Regions from separate parts of the Sus scrofa genome. Here region 2 is linked to region 1. The links are chromatin contacts, called in public Hi-C maps. All regions are on one chromosome and are shown on one strand. Each heading gives the region's core, a stretch centred on a gene start, on an enhancer-like site or on the middle of the called end of the contact. The rest is flanking DNA. Distances are from core to core; before and after follow the strand shown. Region 1 has its middle 35 kb from the start of CREB3L1. Region 2 overlaps PHF21A (PHD finger protein 21A).

Evidence for each region. Hi-C and Micro-C count contacts between places; a contact is called where the count stands out from the background.
Region 2: a Hi-C map of embryonic fibroblasts shows a contact between it and region 1, with 1.8 times the contacts expected there. The contact joins two enhancer-like sites. A contact is called at or near these places in 2 of 47 Hi-C or Micro-C datasets (embryonic fibroblasts and fibroblasts).

What each region holds. Positions count from the first base shown.
Region 1 is chr2:16,253,019-16,259,264 of Sscrofa11.1, forward strand. No RefSeq gene overlaps it. Among named protein-coding and RNA genes, the nearest start is that of CREB3L1, 35 kb to the left of the region's middle. Within about 2 kb of position 2,368, at least 32 of the 83 cell types and tissues checked have an H3K27ac peak or open chromatin away from gene starts, as enhancers often do. A contact at or near this core is called in embryonic fibroblasts, where this site is marked.
Region 2 is chr2:16,416,848-16,423,093 of Sscrofa11.1, forward strand. The region is part of intron 5 of PHF21A (PHD finger protein 21A); the gene reads left to right. Among named protein-coding and RNA genes, the nearest start is that of PHF21A, 78 kb to the left of the region's middle. Within about 2 kb of position 2,659, at least 33 of the 83 cell types and tissues checked have an H3K27ac peak or open chromatin away from gene starts, as enhancers often do. A contact at or near this core is called in embryonic fibroblasts, where this site is marked.

The DNA.
Region 1 (6,246 bases), core at 1,118-3,617:
AGGGGAGACGAGGTGGAGTTTTACCTGGCAAACAACAGGGCCTTTTAATGGGATCAGTGTTCTTTTCTCTCAAAAGGTGACCAAACGAGCAGTGCAGGGACAGGGAAAACCTTGAAGACAAAGAAGATGGGGAGGAGTGGTCAGGAAAATCAAGCCCAGGGCAGAGGTGAAGTTGCCAGCTACCAGGAAAGAAAGGTTCCAGCTTCGGGGTTTTGAGGTTACTGCGCCTGCATGCTGAGGCCCGCCCGCCCCGCAGTCTGGTGACCGTAGGACCCGAGGCGCGTGCGGCAGCGCCCTCTGCCGGCCACGCCAGGGCAAACCATCAGCTCTGCTGCTCTGCAGGTGGGACCCGGGATCCCTCCCGCTGCCTCCGCCCCCGCTCCATCCCTTCCCAGGACTGCACAGCCCGGTCCCAGATCAGATTTCGGGAGACGCGTCTCTATCTGATGCCTTCGGGCTGAGCAGGATGATGCTCGGAAACATCCAATTCACCCGGGGATCGGAGGCCGCGGGAAACCACCCAAACCCAGGAGAGGCTGCGCCTCTTGGGACCCGGGGCCAAAGCCTGCTGGGCTGTCGGAGGTGGTTTGGAAGTGGCATCGCCTTTGGCCAAGACCGCGGGTTCTGCGGACAGAGAGGAGCCCTGGGTTCGCTTTCTGCCTCATCTATTTTCAAGCTAGGTGACCTTGGGCAAGGTACTTAAATTTCCCTGTGCCTTAGTTTCCTCATCTTTAAGATGGAGAAAATGATCCCGACCTTAGTGGGTTGACATGACGATTACATGGGATCAGACTGCCTGGGTTGGAATTCTGGCACTGACATCAGCTAGCTGTGTGCCTGGGGCGAGTTACTTAACCTCTCTGTGCCCCTGTTTCCTGCAAAATAGGGATAATAACGGTACTTACCTCCGAGGGTTGTTGCCTGCAAAGCGCTTAACACAGTGCCTGGCACAGAGTAAGCGCTCAATAAATGGTGGCTATTGTGGTTGTTGTCGTTATTATTGTTCTTAAGACCGCTGAGCACAGGAGCAGAACTCTAGCTGGCGGCTATTATTAGTCTCTTTCTTGGGTCCGACTATTTCTTTCCGGGCATTGTTAAAATCTTTTACCCGGCGCTTGCGTCCTTATCAGTAGCCGAAGGACAGCCGGCCTTCCCGAGTTTGGAAAATCGAGGTTCCCCTGGAGTAGGGCCAAGAACGCGGCCGCGGGCTGCAAGGACCGGGACCTCCCGGGAGGATGCCCGCGCCACGCCGCCTCCACCCGTGCCTCCATTAGCGCGCGTCAGAGCCGCAGTGACGTCGCCAGGTCCGCGGGCGGTGGGGAGGCGCGGCCTGGACACGCGGGAAGCCTGGGGTGGCCGGGATGGCCGGGGTGGCCCAGCCGCGCGGATGCCCTGCTGTTCCCGGCGGCTGCAGCCGAGGCAGCCCAAGGAGCTGCGGGAAGGCCCTGGCCGGGGTTGGCTCTGCAGCGCCTGCCGACGCCTCGCGCACCCAGGCTCCGCCTGCAGCCCGGCGGGGAGGCAGGAGATGCCGACACCCGCCCGCGCCCCCAAGTCCGCCCAGCCCCGCGCGGAGCTGACCTCCCGGGGCGCTGCTCAGCGTCGGCGTGGTCCTTCCCTTCCTGTCCTCTCTGGCCTGCACCCGCCCCAATCTCATTCCTTCTGGTCCCCACCGACCCACTCAGTTTCTTCTTCCTCTGCCCTCCTCCGGACCAACTCATTTGCCGCGAGTGGTTAATAACCACCCACAGGAGGCGCCTCCCACTCTCAGCTCCATCCGCAGTGCTCGGCGCGCCCATCTCTTCGCTGGCGGGACAGTTCCATTTGGCTTGCCCTGCACGCACCTCCAACTCGCAGCGTCTGGCTCCTGTAATTGTCCATCTCAGTGATGGCACTCCCAATCACCCCATCATCGCAGCTGCCTCGCATCCCCCCCACCCCCAGCACCTCTCCAGGCACTCTCCATTTCTCCATCCTAATTCCAGCCAGCTTGGCTTAGGTGTCCCTCTCTCATTGGCTATTAACAAATTCTCCTCAAAGAGCTCCCTGCTACACTCCCGCCTCCTTCAAATCCATCCTTCACACACCGCCAGAATCTACAATCGTGTCTGGCCATGCCTTTCTCTGCTTAAGGCTGCCCAGCCTGGGACCCCCCCAAGCCCACTCTCCTCTGCCATTTTCTATCGGACACCTTTCGGAGCTTGTCTTGGGTGTTGGACCCTGCTTGAGACCACCTGACCCAAGGTCTTGGGTATCTTTACTGCTGTTGAACCCCTTCAAAGGAATTTACACCTTTCTCCCCCTCCTCCTCCAGTTGGCTTCCTCTTACTCATTCTCCAAAGCTTAAGATGTGAGTCACCTCTGCAAGACCGCCCTCCCTGTTCTGCTGTCCAGCAGAGTGACATGTCTCTGGGTCTCCAAAGCTTTCTATCTCGGCACTATAGTGGTATTCGGCATAAAGGCCTGACCTTTCCAGAAGGCCTATGAGGCCTGTATGGTTGGTGCACCATCCCCCACCCCACCCCCAACTCAGCTGCGGCCACACTGGGGGTCTCCCTTCCTGGTCAGTGTTCACCCTCCCACCTCCCACCCTTTGTGCAGCCTCTCCTTCCTGCCTGGTGTGCTTTTCTGCCCTTCCTCACCGCCTAAATTTTTGGCTCTCATCCTAAGTAAGCATCGTTTCCTCAGAGACCCCATCCTTGACCCCTCCCCACCTCACCCCCAATTCAATCAAATTCTCCTTTGATTGATCAAAGCATATAAAAAACACACAGAGGAGTTCCCGTCGTGGCGCAGTGGTTAACGAATCCGACTAGGAACCATGAGGTTGCGGGTTCAGTCCCTGCCCTTGCTCAGTGGGTTAACGATCCGGCGTTGTCGTGAGCTGTGGTGTAGGTTGCAGACGCGGCTCGGATCCTGCGTTGCTGTGGCTCTGGCGTAGGCCGGTGGCTACAGCTCCGATTCAACCCCTAGCCTGGGAACCTCCATATGCCGAGGGAGCGGCCCAAGAAATAGCAACAACAACAACAAAAGACAAAAAAAAAAAAAAAAAAAAAAAAAAAAAAAAACACACAGAGAATAATACCCTTAACACGTGTTAATTCTTTACCCTTCCCCTGCTTACCCCCCACCTGCCAAGGCTTAACATTTGCCGTATTTTCCTCAAATCTTGTTTAAGGACATAAAACGTTACAGATCTAGGTTGAGCCTTCTGCACCCATTTCTGCCCCCTGCCTAAGGTACTCGCTCTCCTGCATTTGGTGTTCATCAGTCCCATACATGCTTTTGTATTTTTTTTCCTGCATATGTTTGTGCCTGTAAACACTTCATAGGCTTGTTTGGCATGTTTGTAAACTTTGAAGAAATGGCATTTACTGGATGTATCATTGTGTAACTCACTTTTTTCACTCAGCATGATTTTGAAAGGTAACCACACTGATACATGTAATTCTGGATCATACATTTTCACTTCTGATCAGGGTCCCTTTGGATGAGTTCGCCACACTTTACCCATCTCCTTCGGGAGGACATTCAGCTTTGTTTTCACATCATTTTCTGTTGTTAGAAGCAATGCTACAATTAATATTTTTAAAGACCTATCCCCTTCTGTGAAAGTGAACCCCCCAGGGTAGATGCTTGGACGTGGAATTGCTGGGCTCTGGGTGTGTGAATTGGCAGCTTTGCTGGGCATGGCTGAACAGTTTTTCAAAGTGATTGTACCAATTTACACTTCGATAGCTGTCTAAGAGTTCCTGTGCTTGGCTTCCTCAACAACACTTGGTAATGTCAGACTTTAAAATTTTTGCCAAGCTGGTGGGTGTGAAATGGTATTCCAGTGTTTTAATTTGCAATTCCCTGTTTACAAGAGAGACTGAACATACTTTCATTTGTTTATTGGCTATTTGCCTTTCGTCTTTTAAAATTGCCCCTTGGTTTATTTGCCAGTGCTTCTATTGGATTCTCTCTTACTATGTGTAGGAGTTCTTTATATATTCTGGATACTAATTCTTTGTCAGGCTGAAGCCCATCTGGTGTCTTCTACCCCACCTAAGTGCAGTTTCAAATCTGCGTGATTATTTGATTAATGGCTGACTTTCCCACTAAACTGTAAGCTCCATGAGAGGAGGGACGGTGCCCTGCAACGCATGCAGTGTCTAACATACCAGGAACTTAATAGTAAATACTTCCGTACGGAGTTGTATTGACATTGTCTTTTTATATGCTCGTCACTTCAGCCCTCACCTTCCATGACCCGTAAGGTGGCAGGCTCCTTGAGAGCAGGAATCTGGTGCTATGTTATTCATTTTTCCTGTCTCCATCTTTGTACCTCTCTCAATACGATGCCTCTGGCACAGAATCTATAGCCAATCATTTTTGCTTAATTTCCTTTGAGCTGTCTCTTTCTTTTCTTTCCTTTCTCTTCAACCCATCTTTTACCCCTAAGTCCAGTTATATTATCTATAAAATGAACAAATAATAAAAACCTTCTCAGCTGTTTGTAAGAATCAGGCAATATAAACACATTTGAGTATGTGGAGCCATGCTTAGCACACACTTAGCGCTCAATAACTGGTGCCTTTCCCGATTCCCAGAACAATCATTTTGGTGACTGAAGATACACTCTGGTTAATTGTAACAGACAGCGTTCTTTCAGAGAGAGAATAAAGGTGAACTTCCTGAAGATCTGGCGAGCAGTTTTTTTTCCCTCCCTTTACTGGCATTTGACCCACCATATAAGGCTCAGTCCCAACACGATCTCTGAAAAGCATCAAATATCATTCTTCTCCCTTTCTTTTATAAATTCCAGACATATCAAAGGCGTATGAACCATATATAGATTTCAAACCTTTAAGTGGAAACATATAAAGGCCAATTCCATGTCTTTGGCCAGAAGTCAGAGAGCAGAAAAAAACTCTGTCAGTGATACCAGGAGTGGGATTTAGTGGCTGCAGCCAGGGACAAAAGCAGAATTCTTACATCTGTTTCCTACATCTGCCATTGATTGTGTGACCTTTGATCTATTTATAAAATGAAGATCATAATTCTTGCTTTTTCTGGGGGTTGAACTTCATTAATTACTCATTTTAAAATGCTTTGAGATCCTCAACTTGAAAGACACTTTGGTTATATTTAAACCATGCTCCAAATAGGTAAATGGCCCGGCCACATCTGTCCATGCAGTGCGGGAACCTGATATCCATCGCACTAGAAAGAGAGGCCCAGAAAGGTAGGTTGTCGGTCCAGAGTTGTAAGTTGCTGACAGACAGAGGGCAACCCCCTTGTCTCTGGCCCCAAGCTCGCAGGAGTGAGAAATCTCAGGGCAGCCTTATTTGATCAAGATGTAATACTACCAGGAGGCTCATCATCTCTAGGGTTTCATCTCGCATGAGGAGAGCAGGTGGCTGCACTGGGCCCACTGCAACGTGAGCCCACCGACGAGAACAATTAGAGCCTCAGCGAGTGGGTGGCGAGTAGCGGCCTCTCCCCAGAAGGCGCAGAAGGAACTTTGCTGAGAGATGTAACAGGAGAAGGTGGGCTGAAACCCAGAAAGCAGCGGAGACAGGGCCCCTCCTGAGGCCGACCTTCTCCTCAACTCAGAGATCGGAAAAGGACCCGAAAGAAGGCAAAGGAGAGGGCTGAGATCCTTGTCTGACAGCTCTGCGTGGTAGCCCCCGAGGGTTAGGCTGGCCCGGATTGGCCACTGAAACCAGCAACAGCTGTGCGGTAGTTTAGGCAAGAACCCTGGAGCTGGAAGACCAGGTTTTCCAATCCAGCTGCAAACTCACCAGCTGTGCGATCTGGTCTCGGAGCCTCAGCGTCTCAAGGAGGGCTGGGGATAACAAGGACACCAACTCGGCAGGGTTGTTGGGAAGATTCGACAAGAAAAGGCATGTGGCAGTGAGCCGCTTGTGGAAGGGAGTCAGTTGAGACTCATGAAAAAGATGGAAACACTACAAACTCATTTAAGACTGGGCAGGGCTCTCTTCCTTTACTTAGGAAAAATTTTCCCTCTTTATTTTTAAACCAATACTTGCATATGATTAAAAACAAACAAACAAACAAAAAACCCAGACAAACAAACAAACAAATCTCCAAGGTCACAACAGCGTGAAAGAAGATTCAGTGAAAAATGAGTGTCTCTCCCATTGGAACCTCTTACCACACATTTCTCCTCCCTTAGTGGCAATAAATATTACCAGACATAGTCTATGCATCTATAAGGATCTATGCGGATTTAGAACTTTGCCT
Region 2 (6,246 bases), core at 1,409-3,908, 160 kb after region 1:
AAAGATTTCGTAGGCCCTGCTAGGGCAAATGAAGAGAAAACTAATAGACGTAGAGTATTATCTTATCAGCACTAACGGCTAGGAGCAATTTAACCCCATGAGTATCTTATTCCTTCCATCCTTACCTTCTGTTTTAGTTAAAATATCAATGCCTCCTATGTAGGGCTTAGCAGTTTCAATTCTGTAAGGTAAACAAACATCCCCCCCCCCACTTCAAGTTTAGAAAACTGATGTGTGGTGAGATTGAGTGACACCAGTTATTTGGCTGGTGTATTAATGAAGACTCCTGGTTTCAAGTGATGGAAACTCAAAGTTCTTGAAGCAAAAAAGAGAATTTATTGGCTTACATAATTAATAAGTTGAGAAATGTGGCTAGTTTCAGGCATGGCTGTGTTTAGTGCCTTAAACTTTGTTTTAGGACATTCTCCTCCTTCTGGCTTCATTTGTGTACAGGCAGTCCTCTATTGGCAGTGGTCGGTTCTGGCAGCTCTGGGTTTACAGCCTGCCGTTTTATCAACCTCAATGAAAAGAGAAAAAAAGGTTTTTTTTTCCGCTTCTGGAAGTATCAGCACAAGATGCAGACATGATTTTCAGGTCTGTTCTCCAACCAGTCATCCTTCACTGTGGCCAGGGAACTGGGGTCTTCTCATTGACCAGGCCTGAGTCACATGCCACCCCTGAAGGAAGGTTGAAATCGTCCCTAGATGAACCACATATATTGAGAGTCAGGGAAGATAGTTACCCAAAAAGATACCAGGAAGGCGAAAAAGATAAGGTCTCTGGTAAGTTCTTGAGCCTGGACTTCTGATACTAAAGCTGATGTTATTTTCTAGTTTACTCCTACTAAAAATGGCAAGAGAAGTACAATTGCAAAAATAAATATAATTGTCTGAAGATAGGACATGAAATCTTGAAATTTGTAAATTGTTTACAAATTTATCAAAACATTTTCCGTTATCCTAGCAAGTTGAGAGTTATCTCAATCTCATAAAGTCTAGACACTCTTAAATAATCTGATCTCATTTTGACTGTTATAGGAACAACCTTTGGAGACTACTTAGTTTTAGAATTCTACTACTAGTTTGAAATACATGTGGGGAAAAGGAGGCTTAACAGAAAAACTCTTGTTGGATTGTGTAGATTTTCCATCATTGCAAGAAGCTCCCGACTTTTGGAGAGGAGGATTTTTCTCCCAGTTTACCCTGTCTTCTCCTGCCTGTCTCCCCAACCCCCATCACGCTTCTTTTTGTTTTTCAGCTTAAGTTGGTTCCTTTCTCCAAACACTCCCCCTATGTGAGCAGAGGCTAGACAGTTTCCTCACCCCTTTGAGCAGAGGCATAACAGCCAGTCCCTTCCTTTAAGGAAAGTACTACAGAATGGAATTGCACATTGACATGCTTAAGAACTGTTGAGGAGAACTCTCTTTCCTTGTGTGGCCAAGAAGGCCAAAATCAGAGATCCTGTCCCAGAGATCTTGGGCAGCTTCAGCTCAGGTATCTTGGAGGCCCTAGAAGCAGCCTCAATACTGGAGATGCAGGACTTCTGTAAACTCTTTTGTGCCCAAGATGGCTGTGAGAATGGAGGTGGGAGGTAATGTTGAATGCTCTGGTTTTCAGTCCTGCTGTCATCAGAATAAGAATGACCTAACGAAATTTTGGGCCCCCAGGCAGCACCGAAATGACATGCCACCTGCTGACCTAATCCATTTCATTTCTGGTACTAGGATAGTCAAAGCAGTTTGTTCAATTTGCAGTTGACTGTTTACTCTTTAAAGCAGCAATGATTAGATCTAGTGTAAGAAATCATACACTCTATCAAGAATTATTTTAAGGTGGAAAGTTACCCTTTTCAGAAGTCATTTAAATGTGGTGTATTTTACCTCAGAGACGATGCTTTTTGAAAGCTACTTTTTGCTGCTGTTCCCCAGGAAGGAGTACAATCTGCTGATGAAATTTGAGATAACAGAAGTGTTTGTCAGCAGCAGCTGAATGGAGCAAAGGACTAAGAGACTGCTATATTTATCTTTAGGTAAATTTTGCAGTTTACTAGGGGGAAAAATGTGCATAGCATGCAAGCAGATTAACTCATGTTAATCCAGCAGCCTCTTCTCTGGCAAGTAGAAGAGAGGGTGTGTAGCTGTGGGCCTGCACACACACGCAGGTGCTGGGTGGACTTCCTTCGTCTCCACAGCTCGGCCAAGAGCCACAGATGCCGATGAATTCTTGCTTTTTTAATTTTAATTTTTTATAAAAAACCTTAATTCCTGTTTTTTCCTCTCACCCATCAAAATGACGTAATTAAAACTTTTCTATTAAATGATAGTTTCAGGAGCTTGGACTCTGGTCTTGAACACGGCGTTTAATAGTTATGTGTAGTACTGCAATTGATGAATTAGACGTATAGAAGCACCTACTTCATTCCTCTCCCAGAGATCCTTATATCAGTAAGTAACATGCTGGCAGAATTAAGGTGTCTGCTTCCAGTTCAGCCCTCTTTTATTTCTTGCTGCTTTCTGTGATTCGGCAGCTCTGGAATTTGCTTCCCTGCATGGGCCTCTCAGAAGCCAGCTCTCCCGCTCTCCCCAACACGCTCACAGTCAGCAGAACAGGGAAATCACACTGATCAGCACACCACTCAGTGGATCAAAGGAAGCCAGCCACTTTCCTTCAACAAGACCCAGCGGTATTAGTCACTATGCCTTCTCCTGCCGTGAGCAAGGCCACTGGAACGCTGCTGGCAACATTAGTCTCTGTGTAAAAAGCTGCTTATGTTCCCTTTGCCTTGGCTTTGGCTTTGGCTTAGGCCTCGGCAAGGGGGAGAAAAAGGAGAATTCCTGGACAGCTAGTATCTCTCCTCTGTAAAACTTGGTGTGAAGCATTTCCCCCTATTGGCAGTCCCTAGTGGCAATCCCTAACTCTGCTGGGGAAAGACTTGGTAATTTTCTTTTAATTGTGAAAGAGCAGAGCCCCACAGCAAATTGAACATGTGGTGACTACAGGAGTTATATGACGATACAGTTTTATTTTGATTGAATTAATCACAGGTCTGACAAATCTACAAAATTTTTTAAAAAGCCACAGTTTTTGGTACTTAATCTCTTGATTCTGTTTGTTTTTACTATTTTCTGAGGAGTCTTGTTATTTTGTAGGAAACCTATGAGCCTTCATACTAATTAGTTGGATATAGTTGGCACTTTGCTCCTCAAGCTCTAATGGGGGTATAATTCCCTCTCTTGTAAGCAGTTGGCATTTCAGTACAGTTTACAATATGGAACATAGAAGGGACCCCCTGAGTAGGACAGTGGCTGCTCTTTGTCACTTGCAGCTGTGTTTGCAAGGGAGCCTGCTGGCAACCAGCAAGGAGAGTGCCGTGACAGGTGGGAAGAGCAAAACCAGAAAATATGCTTCTCCTTTCTCTTAGCCTCTTTCTGTTCCCTTCCTTCCCTCCACCCCTTTCTACCTGACCTTCTGTTTTTCTTCTCTTCCCCTTTTAGAAGCCATCTGTTTTCCTCTACCAGTTCTGTTTGGCTTGCAGATGCCACTATGCAGGAATACACTGTGTTGGAGCTAGCGTATGCTTGACCTGTACTAAACGTATGTATTTGGGCTGGGCTCAGCCTGATGCATTGAAGGGAATGGTGAGGGCCTGGCTTATAAAATTTCATAAATTTTACACACCAATTCTAGTAAGCAGAAAAGGACAATGTATATTACCACCTGAATCTGAAAAATAATATAAGACTTTTCAATGGCTGGCTCTGCAAGTTATGCATTATTTTCTGTTAGAGATGGGGGAACATTGGTCTGGGTGTAAAAAAGCTGTTAGGTTCACTTGCCTTAACCTGGGCCTAAGCAGAGGGGGAGGAAAGGAGGAAGATACACTAACAGCCAGTATCTCTTCTTTCTAAAACTTGGAGGAGTTCCCCTCGTGGCTTGGCGGAAACGAATCTGACTAGAATCCATGAGGATGCAGATTCCATCCCTGGCCTCGCTCAGTGGGTTAAGGATCTGGCATTGCTGTGAGCTGTGGTGTAGGTCACAGACGCATTTCGGATCTGGCGTTGCCGTGGCTGTGGCATAGGCCAACAGTTATAGCTCCAATTTGACCCCTAGCCTGGGAACTTCCATATGCGGCGGGTGCAGCCCTCCACCCACCCCACCCCCCAAAAAAAGAAAGAAAAAGAAAAAAGAAAAACTTGGTATGTGAAGCCTTTTCATCCCTGTTGTCAGTAACACAAGTTCTCATCCTGCAGCGCTAGTTTAGCTGTTCTGCACAGGCACCAGTCAATGTCTCCCTTCTGTGTTCTCCCGTCAGTTGCCTTCTCCTCAGGCATTGCTGATGGGAATGTAAAATGTTGCAGCCACTTTAGAAAACAGCCTGGCAGTTCCTCAAAGTTTTAAGCATAGAGTTATCATGTGACTCAGTATTTTTACTCCTAGGTATATGCCCAAGAGAAATGAAAACATATGTCTAACAAAACTTGTACACAAAATGTTCATGGCAGCATTATTCATGATAACCAAAAAATGGAAACAGCTCATCAACTGACAGATGGTTAAATAAAATGTGGTATACCCATACAATGGAATATTATTTGGCAATAAAAGGAATGAAGTACTGATGCATGCTACCATTGAATTAATCTTGAAAACATGCTAAGTGAAAGAATCAAATCACAGAGTTCCTGTCATGGCTCAGCGGTAATGAACCCGACCAGTATCCATGAGGACGCAGGTTCAACCCCTGGGTTAAGGATCCAGCATTGCCCTGAACTGTGGTGTGGGTCCCAAACATGGCTCAGATCCCACATTGCTGTGGCCTTTGTATAGGCTGGCAGCTGCAGCTCTGATTTAACCCCTAGCCTGGGAACTTCCATATGCCACAGGTGCGGCCCTAAAAAGACAAAAAACAAAAAAGAAAGAGTCGAATCACAAAAGGCCACAAATTATATGATTCCATTCGTTTAATGAATATGCAAGTTTATAGGGACAGACAGTAGATTAATGGCTGCCCAAAGCAGCAGGGGTGTGTGTGTGTGTGTGTGTGTGTGTGTGTGTGTGTGTGTGTGGTGAGGGAATGGGGAGTGACTGCTCATGTGTTTGGATTTCTTTTTTTGGGGTGATGAAATGTTCTAAAATTGATTTCGTGTTGGTTGTATAACTCTGTGAATATGCTAAAAGCCACTGAATTTGTACACTTTAAATGAGTGAATTGTATAGTATGTGAATTATACCTCAATAAAGCTATTTTTAAAATTATTACTATATATTTCATTTGGTCTGAGGGCACTGAATTGTCTTTCCTAAGGTAGGGACTGGGAGAACCCATGTTCCTAATAAGAATACCAGTCTAACAAAGGTAATCACTTATTTGCACAGTGTGTCCTTGTTTGCCCATAGATGAAAGTGGCACACATAAAGACACAGTGACTTCTCTAAGATTTTACAACCAATAAATGATAGAGCGAGTATTTAATCTCAGGCTTTCTGATTCCCAGTCACTGCACCCTGGTCAGAAGTGTCAGAGCACTGCAAAAAAAGTAATGGTGACCCTTGATGTTTTCCAGGTTCTTAATTATGCTTATCCCTTTCACCTCTTGAATATGACTAGAAAAGTCGCTGACTTTCTCCGTCTTGCTTTTCTTATCTGGGAAATAGAGATAAGAATGCCTCGCATTCCAAAAGTCACTTAACTTCCTGTCTTGGTTTCTTTATCTAGAAGAGGGAGCTAGGAATGTTTCCTGTCTCATGGGCATATAATAAAGACCAATGAATAAAAAACAATTATGAAACATCTTACCAGGCTATAAAAATTCTTATATAATAAACTATCAAAGAGTCTTGTTTCTTCTCCTTTCCTTTATGTTGTGCAACTTCACATTAGTGGGATGTAGTAATAACCACTTATATCACTTTTCTCTAAGGAACTCAAAGCACTTTATAGACATTATCAAATTAATCCTGCCTACCTCCTTGTGAATTACACAGGAGCTGTCATTAGAGGAGCCTAGAGTGCAGAGAGGCGAGGTGACTTGCCTGAAGCCTTTCTTTCAGTCTGGGTCTATACTATACCAATTGCTCATTTATTTGCCCCTAGTGATGTTTATTTGGTCAATTACATTCTCTCTGGAATTTGTCACTTGTTAAACATGAAAACAGTGCCTGAATAGCTCTCCTGAATCATTTTAGGTTAGCTTAAACTTTATCGAGGGTAAAGCTGTTTATTTTGACCTGACCTAGACTAGAA